Regions from separate parts of the Rattus norvegicus genome. Here all the other regions are linked to region 2. A link is a contact called in public Hi-C data. All regions are on one chromosome and are shown on one strand. Each heading gives the region's core, a stretch centred on a gene start, on an enhancer-like site or on the middle of the called end of the contact. The rest is flanking DNA. Distances are from core to core; before and after follow the strand shown.

Region 1 (2,700 bases), core at 108-2,607, 130 kb after region 2:
CAGTCCATGACTTGTAATCTGAGCATTGGAGAGGAAAGCTGCAGGAGGGTCATGAGTTCAAGGCCAGCCTGGGCTACACTGAGAGAAAGGAGAAATGAAGAGAGAGGGAGGGGAGGGAAGAGGAAGGAAGGAGAACAGAGGGGAGGGGAGGGGAGTGGAGAGAAGGGGAGGGGAGGGGAGGAAGTGTGTGCTAGTGAGGCATAATGGGTGGCTGCAGTCCCTCAGAAAGAACCCAACCCCATTGAAGGGCCATAGTGGTCACCCTTTCTTCTGAACTGGCTTGTGCCAAGGATGCAGGATGGATGACTTAGACCTGTGTCCTGCTCCTGGACTCAGCCCCTTCTGTGGCCCTTGCAGACTGTGTGCATGCGTGTGAGGGCATACATTTTCCTGCCCTGACCGGTTGCATGTCCTCAAAGGCAGGTGTTAAAGATGGCAGCCACAACTTGGCTTGACCAGTGCAATATATATAACACTAGGGAAATCTGGAGCAAGTCGCAGTGAGCCCTTCTTTCTGTCTTGTTTTGTTGCTGACACAGGGGCTTTTCGGGTAATCCAGGCTGGCCTCAAACTTGCCATCTTCCTGCCTCTACCTCTTAGATACTGAGAGGGCAAGTGTGAGACCTTCGGCTGACGGCTTGACTGACAGCTAGCCTCTCAGTATTTCCCAGATGGTGTGGTCTTTCTCACACGCAGCATCTTATTGGGTGGTTGTAACTGTTGGCGTCATTTGCTTGACTCAGACACTGCCTTCCTTCCTCATCCACAGGTTCCATAGACATGGACTAGCAAGTTGACTAACTATGGATAGAACACTTAGAGGAAGAAAGTTGTGCCTAGTGTGCTGGTCCAGACTTCTAATCCAAGTACTGAGAAGGCAGGGGCAGGCAGATCTCTAGGGGTTTGTAGCTAGCCTGGTTTATATTGCCCATTTCTTACCAGCCAGGACTTCACAGAGAGTCTTTGTCTCAGGAATAGAGGGAGGGAGGGAGAGAGAGACACAAACAGAGAAAGAGCCTATTGTATAGACAGTTTCCTTGCTGCTGCTCCCCTAAATGGTACAGCATAACCATCCATATAGTCTTTACTTTGTATTAAATCTTACAAGCAGCCCAGGGGTGGTCTGAAGCACACAGGATGTGTGATATCTGAGGATTCTGGGATCCACGTGGGTCCTGGGAAATCCTACACAAGTACCAATGACTGACCACATCCTTCTACCTAATCCATTCTGACCTTGCAGGGGAGGGTGGCAGAAGAAAATTCAGAGTTTACAGAAGCAACTGGGACCCTGTGGGAGAGGAGGCTGACGGTCATTTCGGGTGAGCTGTGGTCAGTCTCCAAGGCAGGGACACGAGCACACTGCTGCCAGCCAAGCGGTTCAAAGTCCGCAGAAGAGAAGGATGGGGCACGTGGAACAGGATGAAACAAGCCCGGGGAAATAATACAGGCAGGGAAGAAAAACACAGGGTAGTGAAACAGGAAAAAACACTTCCAACAGTAAGAAAGCAGACATCTTCACACAAGCCGGGCACACATCTGCCTCTGCTGATCCACCCTGCACTGCAGTCATTTGGAAATGAAGGATTACGGGGGAGGGTGGTCCTGTCTTCCCTCTCAGCAAGGTCCTTCTGACTCCCAGTGGGACTCTTTTTATCTCCCCACCACACACACACACACACACACACACACACACACACACACACACCACACACACACACACACACACACACCACACACACACACACACACACACACACACACACACACACACACACACACACACCACTGGCAGAATGTAAGAGGATAGCCAGCCAGCTGAGCAAAGCCCTTACTCTAGACCTGATAAGCAAAGATAAAAATGTCCAAGCAGGAACTAATTAAAGTGACCTAACAGGAAGAGACACGGGGTGCACAGGAAAGGGAAGTGCCAGGGACATTTGACCCAGCCTTAGACTGCAGGAGGACAGGACTCTGTCTCCTCAGTGAGATCTGCTCTCATGGGTGCCCCACTTGCCAGGTGTCAGAGTGACTTCCCGATACAGTTCAAAGCACATGGATGTGGGAAACTCTCAGGGGAAGCCTTAGCCCCCAAGCGAAATCTGCCTGTTCTCATGAGCTCACAGTAGCAACCACCCAGCAGCTGCCAGATGGAGGGATGGATTGTTGGCAGCGGCCCATGAAAAAGACTGAAGAAGCTGACGTTTATTAGCATAAACGTAAGCCCTCTAGGACTTGAAGACAGGGTCCTCCTTCCAGGTGTCCTCCAGCCAATCTCCCCCGACCTTTCCCACATGACAGAAGTACCAAGAAAGGCTTTCTCATGGCCTCCAAGGCTCCTACATTGGCTGGAGAAATGAGGGGCTAATTTGGGGAGATACAGAGAGGGTGTTTCCCTGGAGACTCTTCGCGTATGACTGGGCAGAGATAGTGACATGGACTCCAGTGTGGCCCAGACCTGCCCTCCACATTGTCACAGGGACACACACACACACACACACACACACACACACACACACACACACCACGCATGTACACACACATACGCACACGCACACATGCACAGGGTATGGTGCCAGCACCTAACAAGCCCTACTTTGGGAAATGATGGACAAGTCACCGTGCTGCTACAGTTTAGGTGTAGAGCGTCCTAGAAAGGCTCACAGTAAAAGATGTGGTGGTGGTGGTTAGTCTGTGGGA
Region 2 (2,700 bases), core at 63-2,562:
ACCTCAGAGTCAGAGATGGGAAGTCAATGAGGCAACTCACAGCTCCGGGGTGAAAGGTGGTTGGTTCTAGATTTGTGAGCATGGTCTAAGTTCCAGATCCTCCTACACCCTTCTTCCCTCCCTCCCCACTTCCTCTCCCTTCCCCCTACCCTCTCTCTTTCTGTGAGAAGGTAGGGTGAGAGGGGGATGGGGATTCTAGGGACTAAACTTAGATCCTCATGCACTTTACTGGCTGAGCCCTTGCCCCATACTGTTCCTAGATTTTTTTTTTTTAATTAAAGGATGAGCGCACATTTTACAGTAGAATGGTATTTCACGAGAGGTGAAAACTTCGTGAAGTGTGCACTTTATACTCTTTCTAGGAAGCTCTGTTGGAACTTAGTCCTTTGGAGAAGAGCAGCTGTAGAAACCTTTGGGCCCAGAGGACTGACGATGTTTATCACCTGGGTCTTTACTGACAAAGATTGTCCTGGACCCCGCCCACTGCAGATCACAGAATTCAGTGGTGGTGGGCCATCTATCGCCAGGTTCTCAGAGAGTCTAGAAGCATGCTCAGGTCTTTCAGGCAGGTTTCCCCATTTGTCTGAAAGCCCCAGTTATAAGACATCACTACACATGTAATTTCCCGCTTCCCACCTCAGTCTGGAGGTGGGAAGTCTGGAGGCTTGTCCCATACCTCCCCGCCAAAACGTCTGGATATCTCCTGGGGTCTCTACTTAGGTAAAGATGTCTTCCTAGGAGACACACACACACACACACACACACACACACACACACCCCTACCTGTACACACTCATACCCTGTGATTTATAGAGCTTAAGAAACTGGAAGAAACATCCTGTTACATAAAGGTTGTGTGAGATATGTCAAAATACAACAGCCTTTTCCCTAAATGAAACCTTCCGGTTCTCTGGGCTTGAAAAGTAAGCAGTTGCTCTTTGTCCAAGATATTGACAACTTGGAACTTGTTCATCCACATTTGAACCTCTGGGGGGCGGTAGACGTTCACAGTTGAAATGATACTGTGGGTTTTGTGAGTGTGTGTGCGTGTGTGTGCGCGCGCGTGCGCGTGCACGCTCCTTAAGGTGTGTGTGCATGCACACACGTCTGCAGTGTCTATGTGTGTGTACCCACACGTGTGTATACATGTGTATTTATGTGCCAGTGCGCAGACAGGTGTGTCCGCAGGGTGATATATGTAGCAGCGTGTGTGACGAATTACAGTTGTCCCTGTGTGTGCTTGTGTGTGGAGCAAAGGCAGGTCAGGTGGTGGGTGGCCTCAGAGCTACAAGCAGCCAGTAAGCTGAACTGACTCAGTTCAGGAGAGCCAGAAAGATCATGGCTTCTAGCCAGCGCCATGCTGGTCAGAGCCAGATGCCTGGCAGTAAGGCAGACTGAACAGCAGAACCCAGGAAAGTGCTCTCCCTGGCTGCCCCTTCCTGCCTTCTATTCTCCTTCTGAAACTGTGGCCTTTCCTCTCTGGAATGCCCTTTTCATCCAGAGATATTGGTGGGGGGGGGGGCGAGGCTGGGTGTCTTCTATATCTTGGGTCACAGATCCTCCAGCTGTTTGCAGAGAGATAGCAGACCCTCAGCTGAGATCTAGTCGGACCACCTACCCTGGGCAGGAACAATGCAATAGCCGCAGCGGGTGGAGCTGTCCCCAAGCGCCTCTGCTGGAGACTGTCTGTGGTGATTACTTTGTTGAGCTTCTTCTGAGAAGACAATGGAAAAATGGGGCTTTAATCCTTTCTCATCTGGGCCATCTGATAAGAATGTCCGGGAAAGGGGTTGAAAAGGAAGTTTGCAGATTGCATTGAGCAGAAGAAAGGGAGGGTCCGGCAGCCCCCGGGTGCTGGCTTCTGTAGGGACCTGTGGAGCCCCTCCTTCATTCTTGTGTAGCATCAGGCTGCACTGCCTACTTGGAGAGCAGGAGGAGAATTAAAGAAGCATGGAGGCTTTGCATTCTAAAGTGTGGGTGTGCCTCTACTGCTGTCCTTGGCAGTGCTGAAGTTTTCCTGCCTTGGCCTCCTTTGCTATGAGAGACCAGCTCAGCTTGTGCTCATTCCCTTTAATGGTCCTGGGAGCTCAGACTGCACCCAGGCTCTGGACAGTGGAGGTGGTCCCACCCAGTCCCACCCAGTGGCCTCTCTTGCTTGCAGGAGTTTCTTGGCAGCCTTAGGCTGCTAGCTGGGACCTAGGGGCCTTGCAGAAGGTGAGGCAAGGTGACCATCCCTAGCCCTGACAGTTGGGTGTCAACACTTGCTGTTTGGGATGGGAACACGGAGAAACTTGCCCCAGGGTGGCCTCTGAGTCCTATTCCTACTCGTTTATTTATCTGGGAGCCAGGGAGACAGCCTGAGCTGGGGCGCACTGTTCCCACAGTGGCCTTTGACCTTGGAACAACCTGTTGCTGCCAGCGTCTGTGTAGCTCAGCCCGAGGGACATGGGAGTATCCCTTTGCAGGCTGGAAAAAGTAGGGGGGGGGGTGTCACCTTGACTGTGCAATGCCTCTTGGTGCTTGGATGCTCCTAGTGAACTTGACCTCTGTCCTTAATTATTTGCGTCATGACGAGACATATCCAGTTTCTTCTCACCCAGCCTCGGCCTACAGTGAGAGCTTCCTGTTTGTTTAAGTGCACGGAACAATTCCTACTAAGCTCCACGTTCTATTTTAAGTGAAAAAGGAGTTTCCTTTGCC
Region 3 (2,700 bases), core at 58-2,557, 240 kb after region 2:
GAAGTGGGTCAGTGACCCAATGAGAAAGCATGGACCACAGGGCACCAAACCCTTTCTGGGCTATTACCCAGCACCTGCCTCTTGCCAATGCCTCGTTTGTGGGTGATGCTTGGGTAAGAAAGGACTTCCACTCCTTTTCAGCAAACTAGCCTGAGTGTGCTCCATTCGACGTAGGACTCCAGGAGCTTCCTTTGTATGCTAGTCTTGGTGCTGCTTCATCTTGCCACAAGGGTATGCAGGGCCAGTGCAGCCTTCCTCCTCATTCTGGGGCCAGCTGCAAGGAAGGCCATTGTGAAAGTGACCTAGAAAAGCCACTTGGACCTAGGTAGGAAAGCAGGAAGGAGAGAGAAGCTGCTGCAGGCTCTGAGCAAATTGTCAGTCAGCCCTCTGTCCCCTCCAGCAGCAGGAAGGTCCTGCTGTCACCTTCTGTGTGTCAGCTCTCTGCTAAGGCCTAAGGCAGCCCATGGCTTCAATATTTAACCCTGCCACCTGTAGCCACCACCACCCCCCATCCCCAGCCTTCCTTTACTCCTTTACTGGGAAGTTGACATCTCACTGTGGAAGGCCTGCTCGTTCTGACACAGAGACCAACCCTCCCCAGAGTCACTGTCTCCATACCCCCTTTCTCAAACAACCATCAGCAAAACAGTAAAATCCTTTTCTAGTGTTGGAGGTGAAGTCAGATTACATCTCAGCCTGCTTGTTTTAGTCTAAAGGACCCTAGGGAGGCTGGCAGCTGGCCAATGGAGTGACCATGGGGACAGAAAGTATTCCTCAGGGTACTTTAAGGTCTCACCTTGCACACCAGCCCCACAGCACTGAGTGCTTTTCAGCTGGTTCTGAGAGTTCTTCAAGGCAAGAGGCCTGCAGGGCAGGCATGAGGGTCTGTGCTCACCGGAGGGGCTGAGCTTCTGCACAGCTGGAGTGTACTGATAAAAGCCTTACTGAGGTAGGGCGGGTCCCCTGGGTGCATGCTCTTCCTCAGACTCCCGGCTTCTTCATACTTTGTCCCCTGCCGTCACCATGAAGTACAGTGTGACCTGTCACATTCCAGAGCTGTGGCCTGGAGCCACCCAGCCCATCGGTAGTTGGCAAAGGAAGGGCTGGGCCACACAGCTGCTAAAAATGGCTGCTTCAGTCTTCCTATCCTGAAGAGTACACAACTGACATTCCTGCTATAGTTGAGAAAGGTCCAGCCCTGCTCTACTTTGTGGCAGCTGCTCCCCTGGGCTCCCCTAGACTGCAGTAGCTCTGTCCAGGCCTCCGTGCATTCCACAAATGCCAGCCAGAAGCCTCTGTTTGCAGGAGCTGCAAGCCCACCAGGCAGAGGGCGCTCAGGGCTCCCTGGTCCCACAAGGGTCAGAGACAGGCATGTCATGGGCATGCCTCCTCCCGGAGAGAGATAGTTAGCCACCAAATGTCAGCCTCGCTGCTGAGGTGGGGAAACTGGATCTGAAAATGCTTGTACCAGTGCTACCCTTATCCAAAGCCCAGCAGGGTCTGACTCCAGGATTACCAGCTCCAGGCTTGTGAGTGAGTTCTCTTCTGACATCTCAAAGGATTGCTTCGGAAGGTGAAAATATAAAACGCACAGTTTTTCTTCCTGGGGTGAGCCCAAGAATTAGCATATGCCTCTCCAGACATACCCAGTGTGTGTCTCGCCTCCTCCAAGGTCCCTGGGGAGCAGGGAACTCAGCTGGGTCTCCAGCCCACGCCCTGGCCCAGCCTTGTGGTACAACTGGAGTCGGGCGCCGTTGAAGCAGAGTTGGCCGCCTTCCCGGGTTGGTAAGAGGGCTTCATTGGGTGAGTCCCACAGACCAGGGTGCCCCTGGGGCTTGTAGACCAGAGCAGAGTTAGGAGCCCCGCCAAACCTTCTCTCCAACGACACCAAAATTATCCTGTCGCTCCTAGCGCTGCTGTAAACATTACAAAACTCTTTGAAGTTCAAACTGTGCCTGCCCACAGAAGGGGTTCTGCAGCCAAACTGTCTTACAGGGCAATTAAGATGTTGTCTGCAGGTATCCGGCTGTCTGTGGAGTTTGCTGGGACTCAAGAAGGGTCTGCCACAAGGCCAGACACAGCCAGGCAGTGGCCACAGACCTAGTGTAGTGATAGTGGCCGCAGCTGAAGGAAATGGGCCCTGGAGGATCCCAGAGCCAGTTCTAGGACCCACGCAGTCTCCTTCCCACCTGCACCTTGGTCTCAGGCCACACACCTGAGCTCAAATGCTTTGATGGCCTGCCTGCCTTTGTGGGCAGTGCAAGCCTCAGCTCCAGGGGGGCGAAGCTGTGAGAGCTGATTCTGTTTGCTCTCTATCAGAGCTGAGAAAGGAGTTGAAAGCTAGGGCTCTGGTCTTTCAAATAAAACCTTCAAGACAGGAAGAAGACCACCACAGTCCCTGAAAGGGAGCCAACAGGTGTCTGCAGCCTCCCTTGGGCTCGGCTGGGCTGGACCGGCAGCTAGCTTCATTATGCACTGGGAACCCTGTTTGGGGATTGGGCTGTGGTTTCTTTGGGATCCAGTCAGGAGCCTAAGTAAAACCAAAGTAGAGTTTCTCCTGCTCTACATCAAAGCCCAGGCTGGTTGCATGGTACCTGATCCTTCTCCAACTGAGAGCCCTGTCTGCCTGGGAACTCACTTCATGAGGGGTGCCCCTGGGCTAGGCAGGTAAGGTAGCAATGCCACCAGAGGGTTGCAAAC
Region 4 (2,700 bases), core at 181-2,680, 150 kb after region 2:
ATCATAGCAGAACAGAAGCCCATTGGCCCGAATGTCCCCGACACACTGGTCACTTTCCTGTCCCTGGGTGACCCTGGAGTCACTATCTCTCTAATACTTCAGTCCTGCGAGGTCCCTGTGATAAAAACGCCATGACCCAAAGCGACTTGAGGAAGGAGGCTTGATCTTAGTTTCTGGTTCCAGCGGTCCCGGTAGATTGCAGTTTGGTGGGGAAAGTGTGTCGATGATGGCAGGAGCTAGGAGCTGTCTGACAGGGACTAGGGGGCAGGAAGTGGGGCTATGCTATAAATCTTCAAGGCCTACTTCCTCCAAAAGGCTGCCCCTCCTAAAGTTCTATAACTTCCCCCCGAAACAGCGCCACCCGACTGTGGGTCAAGTTTTCAAGCCCATGAGCCCCTGGGGATTTCTCCTTCAAAGCATAACCATTTTGTTTGATAACTTGATTGGAATCAGGAATCAGCTAGTCTCTAAGCAGGACTGTGAAGGCGTTCCCAGCAAGGATTGGCTAAGGGGAGAAGCTCCTCCCTCAGAGTAGGCGGTACCCTCCGGCAGTCCCTAGAGAAAGAGGTCTGAGGACCATGTACGGCTGTCTGCCTACATGCCTTCACTATGTGGTGAAGGTGTCCATTCTGTCGCTGGGTCACCATCACCAGAACACTGCTTCCCAGGCCTTCCAACGTGGACTGAAGACCGACAACGCTCTAGGAACCCGCTAGACCGATGGTTCTCAACCTGTGGGTCGCGACCCCTCTGGGAGCTACATATCAGATATCCTGCACCTCCAAAGTTTACATTATGATTCATAACTAGCAAAAATACATCTTTGAAGTGGCAACGGAATTTCGTGGTTGCAGGTCACCACGACGTGAGGAACTGTAGTAAGGGGTCGCACCCCACCAAATCAGGAAGGTTGAGAACTACAGCTCCAGACCTTCAGTCCCAGACTTAAGACTATGGAGGCACGCACAACTGCCTGGTTCTCCGGCTCTCGAAGCATACAAGCAGCCACTGTTGGCCCATCTGGCCTCTACCCTGTCAGTCAATCTAATAAACTCCCTTTTAATATACATCTGTTCTGTCCATTCTGTTCCTTAAATTCATACACAGAGTTTGGGGGAAAAAATCAATCGCCAAATCCCAGAGCCTTCCTCTGAAGCCTCAGGGTGCTGGGACTCCCAGCCTCGGGAGACATGGGATTTCCTAGTTAAGTGCTTGACACTTAGAAGACATCACCTTGGGCCTGCAGTGGTCCCTCAGTGTCTCTACAAATTGCAGTCAACTGATCTGGGACTTGCAGAGGAGAAACCAATTCTAGCAAGAAATGAGACTCCTGGTCAGGGAAGAACTCCCCGGCTGCTATGGGCTCCAATGCCTCATGGATCAATGCAGGCTTCAACCACAGTGTAAATCCAAACAGACCAGAGGTGAGGGAGGTCATGTTCATGTCCTCGCAGAAGATTAGCAGTCAGAGGCCAGGAAACAGGGTCATGTGCGTCCAGACTTGGGGACCAGCACAAACAGGATATGAAACAGGACATGCCCAAACATGAATGTCTGGCTTCTGGTTTGTTCTTTCATTTAATTAGCAAGTGTGGGCACCCAGGCCTTCTGCTGAGAGGCCCCAGCAAGCGTTTAGCCAGGGCCAGCTCACTGTGTGGAGCAGTTGGTCATCCTCAGGGTTCAGTTTTTCAGGACACCGTCCACCTTGTTTTTGGAAATAGCGTCTCTCGCCGACCCGAACCTCGTCAATTTGATTAGACTGGTTGGTTAGGCCCAGAAGTCCAACTGTCTCTGCCTCTTTAATAATGGGATTAAAGGCACGAGCCACTTGCCAGGCCTTTTAAAAGTTCTAGGAACTCAAATTCTCATGTTTGCCCGCTTGTTGGCACATCACCTGCTGAGCCATCTTCCCACCCCTAGTACTGACTTCCGAGCAGCCTGCTTCCACATTATTTTACTCTCTGCTGTGCCCAGAGGTGGAGGGTTGAAGGCGGTGCTTCCATTCAGAATGTTCCTGAGAGATGTGGCCCTAGAGTACAGTGACAGTGAGGAGCTTCGTGTCCCCATATGTGGACATGCTGGCAGCGTCTCTCCCTCGTGCATTCTGCTAATGAATAACCATTTGCTAAGTAAAGTGGCTTCAGTGGGTGTCCCTCAGGGAGATACCAGGTATTTGCAGGTTAGAGAGGAGGGCACGGGGTAGGCAGGATCTGCCACAGCAGCGTGTTCTAGAGAAGTGGGGGTGACAACCAGCTCTGGGGATTCTGGGAAGATAAAACAAACCCAAGTGATCTCACCTGCCAAGGTCAACGCTTGATTTTTCTGGAAATGCATGCCTCAGGTCAGCATCCAGACAGAGCTAAAAATTTGCTCTCAGGGGCCCGCACACTCACTTCACTAGATTGGGGCAGAATTTCTTCATGTTCATCGTAGCTGTGCCCTCATTCCTGAAGCTTCCACAAGATGGAAGGTTATTTGGTCTCCAAAGAAGCCTAAGGCACTCGCTCAATTCACCGCCTTGGGGCCCTTGAGGAAGCACTGAAGAGGAAAACGCTCCTATTTTAAAGATGAGGATACTGAGGTCCAAAGCTGTGCAAGCATGTCTAGGGGACAGAAGTGGGGGTCGAGGGAATCCAGGGAACAGGAAGAGGCAGGACCCGGGGACACAACCAGTATCATTTGCTCAGCTCCATGTCGTTC

Evidence for each region. Hi-C and Micro-C count contacts between places; a contact is called where the count stands out from the background.
Region 1: a Hi-C map of liver shows a contact between it and region 2, with 4 times the contacts expected there. The contact joins two enhancer-like sites. A contact is called at or near these places in 5 of 12 Hi-C or Micro-C datasets (the A7r5 cell line, Schwann cells, frontal cortex and 2 more).
Region 3: a Hi-C map of the A7r5 cell line shows a contact between it and region 2, with 4 times the contacts expected there. The contact joins two enhancer-like sites. A contact is called at or near these places in 6 of 12 Hi-C or Micro-C datasets (the A7r5 cell line, kidney, liver and 2 more).
Region 4: a Hi-C map of liver shows a contact between it and region 2, with 8 times the contacts expected there. The contact joins two enhancer-like sites. A contact is called at or near these places in 3 of 12 Hi-C or Micro-C datasets (the A7r5 cell line and liver).

The regions. Positions count from the first base shown.
Region 1 is chr17:13,295,399-13,298,098 of GRCr8, forward strand. No RefSeq gene overlaps it. Among named protein-coding and RNA genes, the nearest start is that of Gadd45g, 230 kb to the right of the region's middle. Within about 2 kb of position 1,358, at least 17 of the 93 cell types and tissues checked have an H3K27ac peak or open chromatin away from gene starts, as enhancers often do. A contact at or near this core is called in liver, where this site is marked.
Region 2 is chr17:13,163,934-13,166,633 of GRCr8, forward strand. No RefSeq gene overlaps it. Among named protein-coding and RNA genes, the nearest start is that of Diras2, 260 kb to the left of the region's middle. Within about 2 kb of position 1,313, at least 17 of the 93 cell types and tissues checked have an H3K27ac peak or open chromatin away from gene starts, as enhancers often do. A contact at or near this core is called in the A7r5 cell line and liver, where this site is marked.
Region 3 is chr17:13,401,429-13,404,128 of GRCr8, forward strand. It overlaps LOC120097809 (a long non-coding RNA gene), which reads right to left. Exons shown (of 3, transcript XR_005495575.2): 1 at 797-2,700; 2 at 1-321. Among named protein-coding and RNA genes, the nearest start is that of Gadd45g, 130 kb to the right of the region's middle. Within about 2 kb of position 1,308, at least 19 of the 93 cell types and tissues checked have an H3K27ac peak or open chromatin away from gene starts, as enhancers often do. A contact at or near this core is called in the A7r5 cell line and liver, where this site is marked.
Region 4 is chr17:13,312,346-13,315,045 of GRCr8, forward strand. No RefSeq gene overlaps it. Among named protein-coding and RNA genes, the nearest start is that of Gadd45g, 220 kb to the right of the region's middle. Within about 2 kb of position 1,431, at least 3 of the 93 cell types and tissues checked have an H3K27ac peak or open chromatin away from gene starts, as enhancers often do. A contact at or near this core is called in liver, where this site is marked.